Regions from separate parts of the Drosophila melanogaster genome. Here region 2 is linked to region 1. The links are chromatin contacts, called in public Hi-C maps. All regions are on one chromosome and are shown on one strand. The core of a region is the stretch at or near the end of the contact, and the rest is flanking DNA. Distances in the headings are between cores, read along the strand shown. Region 1 holds the start of schlank (schlank,). Region 2 holds the start of dsh (dishevelled).

Evidence for each region. A called contact is a pair of places that touch in the nucleus more often than the background predicts.
Region 2: a contact with region 1 is called in a Hi-C map of the Kc167 cell line, with 3 times the contacts expected there. The contact joins the promoter of dsh here to the promoter of schlank in region 1. A contact is called at or near these places in 2 of 107 Hi-C or Micro-C datasets (the Kc167 cell line and the S2 cell line).

Annotation. Positions count from the first base shown.
Region 1 is chrX:6,261,488-6,268,488 of dm6, forward strand. schlank (schlank,) reads right to left here and starts at 5,741. Exons shown (of 7, transcript NM_167063.3): 1 at 5,517-5,741; 2 at 4,920-5,230. The coding sequence starts at 5,104. It overlaps Spt6 (Spt6,), which reads left to right and starts at 6,310. Exons shown (of 6, transcript NM_143705.3): 1 at 6,310-6,458; 2 at 6,620-6,704. The coding sequence starts at 6,420. It overlaps Josd (Josephin domain containing), which reads left to right. Exons shown (of 1, transcript NM_132075.4): 1 at 1-632. The coding sequence ends at 447.
Region 2 is chrX:11,353,439-11,360,552 of dm6, forward strand. It overlaps dsh (dishevelled), which reads left to right and starts at 2,443. Exons shown (of 1, transcript NM_078563.3): 1 at 2,443-5,286. The coding sequence starts at 2,916. The coding sequence ends at 4,787. CG1737 reads left to right here. Exons shown (of 3, transcript NM_001298189.1): 3 at 1-2,101. The coding sequence ends at 1,097. It overlaps Pa1 (PTIP associated 1), which reads left to right and starts at 5,798. Exons shown (of 2, transcript NM_132484.4): 1 at 5,798-6,099; 2 at 6,166-7,114. The coding sequence starts at 5,891. The coding sequence ends at 6,325.

The sequences.
Region 1 (7,001 bases), core at 4,491-6,990:
ACCACATTGACCCCGCGCAACTGGCTGAATCCGCATCGATCGTGGATCGGTTGGGGCAACTACGACGTCAATGTGATCATGTACGCCCTGCAGCAGCGGAATTGCGAGGCGGTGTGGTTTGATCGACGGCGGGATCCACACTGTCTCAATCTGAGCGTCATTTTCGGCTTCATTCTCAATGTACCGGCTCAGATGAGCCTGGGCTACTACATCCCACTGCCCTTCCACATGCGACACTGGCTGGCACTGCGTCGCTTGAACGGCAGCTACTACAATCTGGACTCCAAGCTGCGCGAGCCCAAGTGCCTGGGCACCGAGCAGCAGTTCCTCGAGTTTCTGGCCACCCAACTGCAGATGGATCACGAGCTATTCCTCGTGTTGGACGAGGAGACGGACTGCAAGGATAAGAGCCAGCAACGTTGGCTGCTACCGCAGTTCAGGGATTAATGTTATGGTTAGCACTCCAAATAAAGCTAAAATGGAGCAGTGCATTAGTTAATTGTACCAATTATTTGATGAAACTAACCAAAAAGTGCCCTAGAATATGCAAGTTAAACCTTTACCATCCATTTTGCACTGCAAGTGGAAGCCACCAAAATTATGTATGTAGTAGTAATAAAAGCGACAAGAATAATTCACATGTGCCATCAGTATGAACTTTTGAACCCTAGTTCTGTGCAAGCCATCATTTTCTAGCCAATTCATTAGAAATTTTGGACCAATCGAGAGCTGTGCCTTGCGGCAAAACGCCTCAAATTCGTTGGGTTTCGTGCGAATAATGATGGTGTTTTGATTGAGCTGCAACGCGATGACAGTTTGCGATTAGAGCCACCAGCAAGCATTATTTGAACGCATTTATTAAATTTCACTTAGGCAATATGCACGAATTGCGCTCAAAGTGCAATGCACTGGCAATTATTCGGCTCTTATCGCCGGCACAACTAAAATTTCGGAGCCCACTGGCGATCAAGCTGTACAGAATATATATATATATATATATATATATATATATATACTATATAGCATATATGTCGCCTGTTGTTTGGCGAATTACTTGCGCTTGTCAGCGATAATTCAGCACGCAAGGCAAACCGACGACGATTGTGAGATTAGCCCAAGTGAGTGCTATGGGCTATATCCTATATGTGGCCCGACTTGGGTTCTTTGGATTTTGGACGACGACGTCTGACTCACGGCCACCGATTGCCAGATGGAACTTGGGGAATTTAGCATAAGCGCCATTAGTCAGCGACTAACTCAGCTCAAAGGCCTATCGCCTTAATCGCAAAAAAAAAAAACATGCTCTACATTTCAATTTGCTTTATCACCAATCCGTTAATTTGCAGCTTGTAAATTAAATGTTAATATTCTTTAGCAGAAACTAACTAAATGCTTAATCTTTCAGTGGAAATAATGGTGAGGGTGTAATGAATAAAATCTCAAGTTCGTAGTTATTAACTAAGATATTTAGGAATCCTTTTCAAAGTAATATTTAGCAATACTAGTTTCATGAAAACTAGTTTATATGTTTTTTCCCAGAGATGAATGAGAGGTGCTAATTGAACATTAAACGAACTGCACCGGCATCGAGTCGACGGCCGCTCTCTACCGCAGTTGAGTACCCACCTGACCACCAGGTAGTGCTCCTCATTCCCCCCATTCCAATGCTCAGCTGGTGCGTGAAGCACGTGCGTTTTTTAATTCTATTCTTTTTCGGTTTTATGGCATTTTGCTCTGTGCTACTTCTTTTTATTTTATTTTTTTTTTTTTTGACTAACCATTGGGCAATCGGCACGATAAGCAATTCGAGTGACCGGCATAGAGTGTGGAAAACTTTGGGAAACGGGTTTAGGGATCGGATCGGTTTTGGTTGGGATTGCTGTTCCCTGGTAGCACTATTGCCAATCCAAAGTTAAGAGGTTGCAGAAAGAAGAAGAGCAATGGTGGAGCAGCTGGCATTTGCCCATTGGCCGGCGTTTTAGTGTGTATATTTGAATATATGTATGTATGTACAATATATGCATGTATACACATTTCCCCGATTGCTGTTTGCATGTGAGCCATTAAAATAATTAACCTGAAATTTTATCGCACTAGAGCGCTGAGCTCCGAGGGTCGCCTCTTGGCGATTACGTATCACAAAAGCTTCAACATAAATGCGGACAAATAGTACGAACATGCCCCACGCACAGCTGCGTCCAGCAAACTAGCCCACTTGAGAGCTCTATCTGAAAAATAGGTTTGGAGCAGCCAGGTGGGATGATTTCAACGATGATTAGCTTTATGGGGATTTGGCTGGCTATAAGATTATAATACCATTATAAATATTAGTCGTAAGACAGCAGAGTTCCGAAAACTGAATTATGGTTACGATTTATCATCCACAGATACAACTATCTTATCTGCATTTGTATAAAAACGATAAATAGCCCAGTTTATTCAAGTTTCAATTCAAAATGATGGACAAGCAAGCTGACGAGCCGTATTCACTTGGCGCCGACTGTGCGTATTGTTTTAGCAAGTGTCTCTCACTTGTTCCTCCCCCTCCCAGCATAAACATAAACATAAACATAAACCCCAATCCAGTCCGCACCACATTCCAAGGCGTGCTTTAGTATGTGGCAGAGTGGTGGTGGGTGGATTGGATGGTGGCCATTGGGGAAGCGCCGCCAATCGGGCCATAAAGTGCGCACATATTTGGAAAAACTTTTCGAGTCAATGACTCACTTGGCGGGCCAAGTGAGTTTTGGCCAGGCCCGCCAATGAAAAACGGTTGACGAATCACGGACTAAGATAGCATACATACTCTTAAAAAAAAAAGCACACGATGTGGGCGAAGTGACTATACGTTTAGTTACTTATCCTAATTTGAAGCAAACACATATTAATCTCCTCCAAAGCACATTCAATGAGCAATTTGTACAAATCCACGTCTTGGTTGCTTGCTGGCCAAATGAACATAAAGAAATCGCGTTCTAAGCTTGCAAAATGGCCAGCTAAGCCCTTTTGCACTCTTTTGACCCAAATAAATGTTAATGACACACCTGTAACCATCCACGCAGACCCCCTCCCCCCTATCGACCACGCCCCTGCTGTACCCACACACGCCCAACAAATGGGGAAAATGGAAACAGTCATTCGAGAGTTCGTCGTAAAACAATCGAGGCACTGAGCACCATTGTTATCAGGTTTTATACGTAAATCTTGGCGCAAATCTTATCGGAGTGGCGTGGAGTGGTGCTAGTGGTGCTGTCCAAGGTGGCTCCACACTATGCCCACTATGGATGGCACTTTGGGAGAGCCACCAATCGATTCGGCTGCGATTGCGACTTTTGCCATTCAATAAATCTTAATGGGAGAGCAGCAGGCAAAACCCCAATTCGACCTTGAAGACCAATTCTCGTTTAAGAAGCAGAGAAATACAAAAAAAAAAAAAAGAAAAGAAAAAAAATAACCAAAGTGGTCCGCCATGAAACAGATTTGGTTTTTGTCTCAATTTCATTTTCAAACGTGAATGCAAAAAAGTCGACGAAAAAGAGCTGAAAATGGAATGAAAACAAGAGTCACAGTTCGAATTCTATAAGATGAACCCACAGCTTAGGTCAGGTTAAAATATTTTGGAATTTGGATTAGATAACTGGCGATATTAGCGAGGCTCAACAGCACTGTCACTGTCACTGTCCTGCAGGGCAGATGATGATGATGATAATGATGCTCAGAATTTGGACTCCAGTCCGCTGGACTTGCTGCTGGCAATTTATGTCAAATTAAGGGCAGCCAAAAACATTGCAAAATATGAGAATTACAACTCCGCCACATGCAAATGCCAGTGCACGCGAACCGCACACACGAACTTTGCCGCTCGTTCGAATATTCACAGCCATATATTTACGTATGTATGTATGTATGTATGCATAGTTGAAGCCAAATGCGACGCGCTGGTTAATTGGCCTGAAAAGCGACCAAAATGCCAGCGGCTCACAGTGGGTCAAACAGGCGTGGAAATTTGGCATTTCAAAACATTTTCGCACTTTAATTGCAATAAAATATTTGTGAATATGGATTTTCCTGTACGAAACTTAGTTATCTCGCACTGTGCAAATGCAGCAGTGGTTTTCCTTGAAGTCGTTAAAAAGTCTGAACAAACATGGTTTTCATATCGTTGACTTTCTTATTATTGACAAGTCAATAAATATCCGTTTTTTGGCTTGGATATATTTATGAAAAATACTTCCTACAATTGGCCAATTGATTAACTATGTATTTGCCCCACTGTGCCAGTTTTGATCCCAATTTCTCAGCGGGCCATACAATCATAAAAAAAAACCGCATGGAGCTGACTATAAACAAATATATATGTATGTGCATATATATATGTATGTATGTTTCCCCTTTGACTAAACAATTAGTAGGAACTTGAAGATGGAGTGGGGCTAATATTTTGTGGGAAATTCGTTGCCGGCTGGCTGGAAACTGCAGCCGGCGTCGCTTGGAAAGGGAAAACTTCGAGTTGCAGCAACAAAAAACGCGTGTATGCCGCACAAACCGCACACAAGCAAACAAGCGCTGTTTCACACACACACACATATATATATATATTTACACGGACGCTTGCAGAATGTTGGGCGTTTCCACGTGAGGTTATGTTTGTCGATAAAAAAAAAATGAAATGAAATGGAGAAAAGAAGGAATTATGAATAAAGTTTACTGTACATGGTGCAACAAACGTGGGGCGGTGGGCTTACTCAATGGTAAGGAGAGCGAGAAAGAGCGGGAGAGAGCGAGGGAAAGCCGTATGAATGGGGTTAGAGAAAGAGGCGGAATGGAATCATGTTGCCGGGAATGGCGAGAATGGAAAGGGAGTCAGTCAGTTGGTTGGGAAGAGTGCGGAGGGGGGAAAATGGACGTGGAAAACTTACCGCTCCAGCGTGTAGCGGACCAGCATGACAACAGCGGCGAATGGAATGGGCCATATGAGGTCCTTGTAGTTGGCGTGCACCACATCTGGACGCGAGCCGGGCGCAATGTCCGCCCAGGTTGTGTTCGGCGGCAGCCAAATGTGCGTACTCCAGAATACATTGCTGAACTCATTCAATATGTCCATGTTGCTGCTTCAGTTGCCGCTTCTTAATTTCTCAATTGTTTGTTTTCTTTTTCTTGGTTTTCCTTTGCTTAGCTTTCCAGTTTTTCCTTGGCGTTTGTTGTCACATATGTATATGCTTTGCTTTTTCTAAATATTCGCAATTGTATGAGCCTGTGTTATTGTGCCTTGCGAACAACAGCAACAATAACAGCAAGAACAACAATAAGCGACAACAACAGCAACAAGAACAACAACAGGAGCACCGGACACTAATGCACACTCACAGCGTAGCACAAACACACACTGGCAAAAAAACAAAAACCGCCGAATCGAATTGTTGTTGTCTTGTCTCGTTAACTTGCGCTTATGGCTTTTCTAATTCTACTTCTATTTCTATTTGGATTTCGATTTAATTCGTTTTTGGAAATGCTACCTTTGCCGTTTGTTTGGGAGCGTAAATGAAGTGAAGTTCCCTGACAATCTGTTCTCGACCAAAGCAATAGACTTTCTGAATTTCGGCTCGGTGTCGAGTCGGCCGCCGCTCGTTTCGTCCACTTAAACTTTCAGGATGAACGAAAAAAAATACTAATAGTATTTCCTCGTCGAGCAACAACAATACAGTGTGCCCAGAGACGGCGGAGCAGTAAATGTAACTGCAGCGCGACAAGTGTGCCCGTGTACGGGAAGACAAGGAAAGCCAGCAAAAATAAGGCTTTAGAAGCTACACAAAATACCAAATGCACTAATAATTTTAAAGAACTTTTAATTCACAAGTTTGCGAATTTTGTTTATTGCTTATTATTATTATTGTTCATTACGTTTACCACTAGTTTTTGAGAGAAATTATTATGCGCTACAATTAGTGTTGGTTTTTCGGTAAGAACTCATAAAAGTCAACTATGTAAAGGAAGTATGCCATGGACTATAATGGAAATTAGCAAACTTCATCGTTGAGACCAAAGGGCATATGTGTGTTCCCATATAGGGGAATTTTCCCGCTTATCAATACAAGTATGTGTGCAAAATTCTTGTCCAATTGTTGTCAGCACATGAAAACGGATAACTAACCATAGGTTATAGGAAGGATCCACTGTAGTTCTGCAATGCAAACCAGGGCTGGCAGCGAGAACACTGCTGTAAGCTAACAGCAAACTGTACTGTAAACAGTAGAAAACTGTTCGTGGTATTTAGTATTTAGCTAGTATTTTAATACCAACTTTTGTGCAATGCGATGAGAAATAAAGAAGAAGAGAAGAGGAAGAAACGCTCACAAACTCTTCGTTTCTCTGCATTAATACGCACTTTATTATTAAGTTAAGCTTTATTCCATTATATTATGGCCGAATTTCTGGACTCCGAGGCCGAGGAATCGGAGGTAGGTGTCTGCGGAACCCCAAAAACACTATTTCTAGAAGCGCGTACCGTTCGTGCGTCGTTATGTGTGCGGTGTGCGTTGCGCCTTGCGTGTGTGTACATACATATGTGCCTACATATATATTGAATTAACCAAATGGCTTTTCTTCGTTTTTCCCGCAGGAGGAGGAAGAATTGGACGTCAACGAGCGCAAGAGACTCAAGAAACTGAAGGCGGCCGTCTCCGATAGTAGCGAAGAAGAAGAAGGTGAGTTTTTCCACTGGAGCCGCTGAAGGCGCGTACAAATACATACATACATACATACGTATGTGGCGATCTCTGGCGGGTTTTTCACCCCTCTCACCATCCATCGATCGGAACAGTCCATATCCGGGATAAAGGCACCTATAACTGGCCAATGCCACACGCTTGCAACTTCTTTTGTTTACAACTTTGAGGTTAGGTCTTGTGTTTTTACCGTGCTACCGTGGCCATCAAATATCAGCATCAGCAGTAGCAATAGCAGCAGCAACAACAACAAACAGCTGCGCTCGTTCCAGTAAA
Region 2 (7,114 bases), core at 1,193-3,692, 5.1 Mb after region 1:
TGCCGAAGCCCCGGCCCAGGATACTCAACGCGGAAATGGGCAAGAAGACGCAGTCGATGAAACCGCTGATGAGCATGGGCAAGGAGCTCTGTCCCACGGACGTCGACACCGAAGAGGACGATCCGGATCCAGATCTCGATTTTGATATCGATAATATACCGGTATCTATTGTTACCCGTAAGAATGCCAATGTCAATGCCAATGCCAAGTCCAAGCAGGTGACGACAACGACGTCGGTGGCGGCGTCGGCGGCGATGACGTCCGCTCCAGCAGCGGTAGCGGTTAACAAGTTGAACAACAATCGGCGCAATGTGCTGTCCACGACAGCGTCGTCGGTGAATGCGCTGATTGCGGACCGGAGGCTGAGCAATCTGCTGGCCGATAACGATGTCCAGCCGGTGTTCAAGAAGCCGAGCCTGGTTCCGCAGCGTCGCAGCAAGGAGAACCAGCAGGAGCAGCAGCGCGACAAGGAGCTGACAACGCTGCGCGAAATATTGCCCACCGGCGGTGGCATCGACGATGCCAACAGTCCCAAATATTTTCCGCCCGAGACCACAACGTTTCACGAGGAGGATGGTCGTGTGGTAAAGAAGATCACCTGCTATGAGACGTGGCATGTGGTTAGCACGGCCAAGGATATGTTGTCGAAGATGGCGCGCCAGCAGCGCACCTGCCTGGAGCTGGCGCTGGTCAAGCTGGCCAATGTGGCGTCACGGATAAAGGTGCCATCGGGCAAATGGACCAGCAAGGTGACGCTGTACAAGGTCTCGCCGTCGATGATGCCCCGCCAGACAATGACCATCTTTACGGGCGATCTCAAGGCGTACAACATACCCGAGGAGGACCGTCACAAGTATCAGCCGTCGTGCGTGCTCTTCCGGCGCGTTGTCGTTGACAAGAACACGTGCCGCGTGCCCTACGATCGGGCCGTCATCTTCAAGAACAAATGCTTCTATGCGAACATCGATGGCAAGCATGTGAATCTGTTGGGTGCCCCCGAGACGGTTGCCACCATCAAGGATGTGGAGATCCTGCTGGATATCGTCGATCGCCTCTCGATCAGCAGCAACATTGTCGAGCTGGTCAACGCTAAGTGAGCGTGGAGGCCTGGTCCATGGTGGCCACAGGAAGAGCACGTATCACATTGTAAAAAATAATTCACACACAGCACTCCCCTCCCCATCCCCATCCCCCTCCCCCATACACATACACAAACAAACAAAGCGGACACTCGATAATTCGTTTTATGCTGTAGTTGTAATAAAACAGATACAAGTTTTTTTTTGTAAAACCATTAACTTAGTTGTAATAGCTAGTGTAGCGTAAATTTATATATATTTATATGTATATATATATATGTATGTATATAAATATATATTAATATATATACACGTATATATAATTATATATTTATATATATGAATATATATATATATATATTTATATAAATTTTTATATATATATATCTCGTATATTATAAACAGCGGACGGACATACATAAATACAAACGGCAGATGTATCTATGTAATATAAACTAAACTAAAGAAAACAATTAATTGTAAAATGCTCGCCCAACTCTCGAAGGGATTGCGAAGTTCCGGGCGGTCGAGGTATATCAATAATGATTTTTATTTTAAATGCGTTGGAATACATAGCCCCCCTCCGCCTTCCCCGCGAGTCCCGCCCCCTTCGAAATCCTTTTTTTTTAAATTGCTATTATCGTAGTCGATTCAATAATATAAAACCGGGCGTACATGTGCCTACGCCCGCGTGGAGGACTAGCCAGTAAGTTAGTCGAGTGTATATCTAAGTGATCCCAATTCAAAGCATACAAATAAAAGAGAAAACTGATTTAAATAACGAGCGCCATTGCGTGATAAATGGCGGGCGGGGTTATCTGGAAATCGGGCAGCTATAAATAAACTGCGGCCAACGCTAGAGATTTTCGTGTGAAAAGCGAAAGAAGATAAGGAACGCAGGCTTCAAGTGGATGGATGGATGAGTTTCCTTGGTCAAGTTTCCATGACAAGGATAAAGACTCTACTTTTAAACAGGACACTCTTCAACTATGCTACATCATTATATGGTAAATTAATACAATTAAGAGTTCAATATAGCTGTAGTTTTAGATTCTACATGTTTTATGTAATAGAAATTGCTATTTTGTTAAATTATAATAAATTTATTGTTTTGAATAAGTATTCAAATTAAACGATATTTATCGATAACTTTGGTATTTAATTTTAAAAGTGTTTGAACTACATTCAAATTGTAAAGCAAATATCGTTAGAGAGAGCATTTCCAATAGAAACTAAATACATTGCAGTTTTTAGTAGTTTTCCATACGCTTTTTCAGAATATTCGTTTGAGAAAATGTTAAGAATGTTCGAATTCGAAAGGGTCTGGCATCGCCGGCAGTGTGACCAACTGCCCGGCGCTTTGGCATTCCGTGCGTGACGAGCGGCTAACACACTGTTTTTTTTTAGTCTCAAAATTCTAACAAATTTATTGATAAACTAGCAATATGCTCGTTTCGCCCTGCCCCCGCTGCGTGCACCGACATTAAAGCGCACCAAATCGTGCTAATGGAGCAATATCAACGCCGTGCAAATCGACGAATTAACAGCCGCCGCTTCCATTGAATCGAAATACCCAGCCCAAAAAAAAGAGAAAGAAAAAGTAAAAGAAACGCGTGCGAGAGCGAGAGGGCTAGAGCGACCAGGGGGAGAAAAGCAAAATCGAGTGAATTTTGTTTGTTGTATCGGCTTTTCCCTGGCTTAATCCCGTTTTCCCTGTGATTTTTCCCCACCAACTTCCCACGCCACCTCCCCACCGCATCCATCGCATTTCGTTTTGATCGCGTTTTATCGCGTCGAGGAGTTTTCCCGTGGATTTCCGCAGTCGGCGCAGCTAAAATGGACGCGGACAGGGGCGGCGGGCAGGAGACGAAGGTGATATACCACATCGACGATGAGACGACGCCGTATCTGGTGAAGATCCCCATTCCATCCGCCCAGGTGACGCTGCGCGATTTCAAGCTGGTGCTGAACAAGCAGAACAACAACTACAAGTACTTCTTCAAGTCAATGGACGCCGATTTCGGTGTGGTCAAAGAGGAAATAGCCGACGACTCCACCATACTGCCCTGCTTCAATGGGCGAGTGGTGTCCTGGCTGGTCTCCGCCGATGGTACCAATCAGTCAGATAACTGCTCCGAGCTGCCAACCAGTGAGTGTGAATTGGGCATGGGTCTGACCAACAGGAAGCTACAGCAGCAACAGCAGCAGCATCAGCAGCAGCAACAACAACAGCAGCAGCAGCACCAGCAACAGCAACAACAACAGCAGCAGCAGGTGCAGCCTGTCCAGCTGGCGCAGCAGCAACAGCAGCAGGTGCTCCATCACCAGAAGATGATGGGCAATCCGCTGCTGCAGCCGCCACCGCTCACATATCAATCGGCATCCGTGCTCTCCAGCGATCTGGACTCGACCAGTCTCTTTGGCACCGAATCCGAATTGACGCTGGACCGCGACATGACCGACTATAGCAGCGTTCAGCGATTGCAGGTGCGCAAGAAGCCGCAGAGGCGCAAAAAACGGGCGCCCAGCATGTCGCGCACCTCCTCGTACAGCTCCATAACCGACTCGACCATGTCCCTAAATATCATTACCGTCTCCATCAACATGGAGGCGGTCAACTTTCTGGGCATATCCATTGTCGGGCAATCGAATCGCGGCGGCGACGGCGGCATCTACGTGGGCAGCATCATGAAAGGCGGCGCAGTGGCACTCGATGGACGCATCGAACCGGGCGACATGATCCTCCAAGTGAACGATGTCAACTTCGAGAACATGACCAACGACGAGGCGGTACGTGTGCTGAGAGAAGTCGTTCAGAAGCCGGGACCCATCAAGCTGGTGGTGGCCAAGTGCTGGGACCCAAATCCCAAGGGCTACTTCACCATTCCGCGCACGGAGCCGGTGCGACCCATCGATCCCGGTGCTTGGGTGGCGCACACTCAGGCCCTCACATCGCACGACAGTATTATTGCCGACATTGCGGAGCCGATTAAGGAGCGTCTGGACCAGAATAACCTCGAGGAGATCGTTAAGGCGATGACGAAGCCGGACAGCGGCCTGGAGATCAGGGATCGCATGTGGCTAAAGATAACGATTCCCAATGCATTTATCGGCGCCGATGCGGTCAATTGGGTGCTGGAGAATGTGGAGGATGTTCAGGATAGGCGGGAGGCGCGAAGGATCGTCTCGGCGATGCTGCGCAGCAATTACATCAAGCATACGGTCAATAAGTTGACCTTCTCGGAGCAGTGCTACTACGTGGTGAACGAGGAGCGCAATCCCAATCTGTTGGGCCGAGGACATCTGCATCCGCACCAGCTGCCGCACGGGCATGGCGGCCATGCGCTTAGCCATGCGGACACCGAGAGCATCACCAGCGACATCGGGCCGCTACCGAACCCGCCCATTTATATGCCATATTCGGCCACGTACAATCCAAGTCACGGCTATCAGCCGATCCAGTACGGCATCGCCGAGCGACACATCTCGTCGGGATCGAGTAGCAGCGATGTGCTGACCAGCAAGGATATCTCGGCGTCGCAGAGCGACATCACCTCGGTGATCCATCAGGCCAACCAGCTGACCATCGCCGCTCATGGCTCTAACAAATCATCCGGCTCCTCCAATCGGGGCGGCGGCGGAGGCGGTGGCGGTGGCGGCAACAATACCAACGATCAGGACGTATCCGTATTTAATTACGTATTGTAGAAACCTTTCTTTTTGCAATCAAATTGTGTTTTTAATTAATTAAATTAAATATGTACGATTATTCTTTTTTATATACGAGTATACAAAGCAAGCAAACAGCAAACCACAATATAATAATTATAATTATAATAATAATAATAATAATAATTATAATAATAATAATAATACTTATGTATATGTATGGTATGTGTAAGTCATAGAAAAGAACGCTAAACACCCAGCCGCAACGAGTCAAGGATCAGCGAGGGCTCGTGAGGCAGCAGGAGGATCAGCACAGGGATATCCGTGTCCGGCAGCAATCGGTTGTGGACCCGATCAGATCAGATCAACTGAGATATATGATATATGATATATATATATATATATATATATATATATATATGGATGATGCGGAGCGGAGCGGAGGAGCAGGAACGGCAGCATGACGGGCGAGAATGATTTTGAATAAAGTTCTAAGAATTTAGTAATCACAAAGTAAATAAATACAAATAAAATGAATAATCGATGGCTTTTCCATATGCATGAGATTGGTTTCTTTAACGCATTTTAGCTGTTTTCAAGTGCAAATCAAATTGCCAAGAAGACTTTTAAAATATTCCTAAAACATATTAGCGTTTGTTCGTAATTTGAGGAATATACATTAAAAAGGAAGTCTAATTTTTGTTAGTTCTTATTTCTTTGTACAGATTAACAATATTTAAACACATACTTTCCATCCTAAAAAGTAAAAGTCTCAACAAGATAATATTGTTCTTCCCCCTAAACCAAACAATGCGCCATCGAGAACAATCCTCGAAGTTGTGTGCACTCGGAGCGGAAACATTCCGGGCATGGGTGTGCACTTAATAAAGAAGAGAATAATGAAACCTATAAATAGAAAATCCATTTCGAGCAGCAAATGTGTTCAAATCAACCGCCCAGCTCGGACACTTTGCAACACTAAGCCCGAAAATCGATAGCAACGAACGTTCGATAACTGTTCGATAAGCACGCCAAAGCAAACTATCGCTTTCATTCCAGAAAGGTCGCGAAACCAATAGGTTCTATTGTGGAAAGAAACGCAAATTTCCAGTTCATTTGGATTGTTTAAATCCGAGAAAACGATGGCAACGGATGTGGAGCCGGCGGCGAATACGGCGGACAAGTTCTCCGCCAACGCGGAGGAGCTAGAGGGCTACTATCTGATGCTGGAGGCGGGAAATATTCCGGAACTGCAATGGCAATTTCCGGGACGCAGGGCTCCATCGCCGGAGGCGGGATCTGGCGGCAATAGCAAGGAACTCGAACAGGCCACCGACGCCATTGAGCAGGAGTAAGAACAAGTGCAGCACCATCCGAAGGTTAACATAACTTATGATTGATTTTCGTGTCCCCGCAGACCGCAGAAGGCCAACGACTTTGATTTCAGCGACGATGTGGCCCCCACCCAGATGCGCGTCCGCAGCCAGACGTCCACGCCCAAGTCGGCCAAAAAGAAGACGGCCAACTTCGCCGGCGTCATGGAGACGCTGAAGAAGAAGAATGCCGAGAGCTCATAGCACCCGCCGAAATTCTGATGCTGATCCGGTCCAGGCAATCGGCTGCAGATCGTACTCTATCGCCATGCGGACTAGTCTATAAGCATCAGTCGTTTTACAACCATCGACAGGATGGGCTGTGGAGCTCTGCTGCAAATCGCATTAATGTAAGGATTTAGAGAGAGTTTGAACTTCAATTTACTTAAGATTTAAATTACCATACTTATAGTTAGCATTTAGAGAGTTTGAAGTTTGAACATCAAAACATAAGCTTATTATGACTTATTAGTCAGCATCTAGAGAGGAAGTTTAAACATCAAAACATAGGCATATTATGACTTAATTACCATATTCATGTGACTAGCTTGTAGCTTAAATTGCAGCAGTCTTTGGAATTCTAAAAAACTTTGTGAACCAACAAGTTGCAACTCAGAGAAGTTTGAACTTCAATTACCATATATGCATAACTAGCTGTTAAGGATGTTAACTCCCATTGCATTGGTCAGTTCTTCATTTTAGACTAAGAACTTGTAATTGAGAAGATAGCATAGAACTAATCAACTTATGTTTAAGCAGAGGGATGTGTATGTGATCCTTAATTAGCACGTGGGAAATTTACGTTCTAAATGTTAATTGTCTTTATTTGATATATTATGACAATATTCTTGATAGTATTGTCCGAAACCGACGTTTGAAGACTAGAATATAGAATATAGGATAGAACGGATGTAAATTTAAATCCAATGCGAGTAAAGCAGATAACAAGATAGGCAACTGTAGATCAGTCAACTTCTGTACATAAAAGAACTG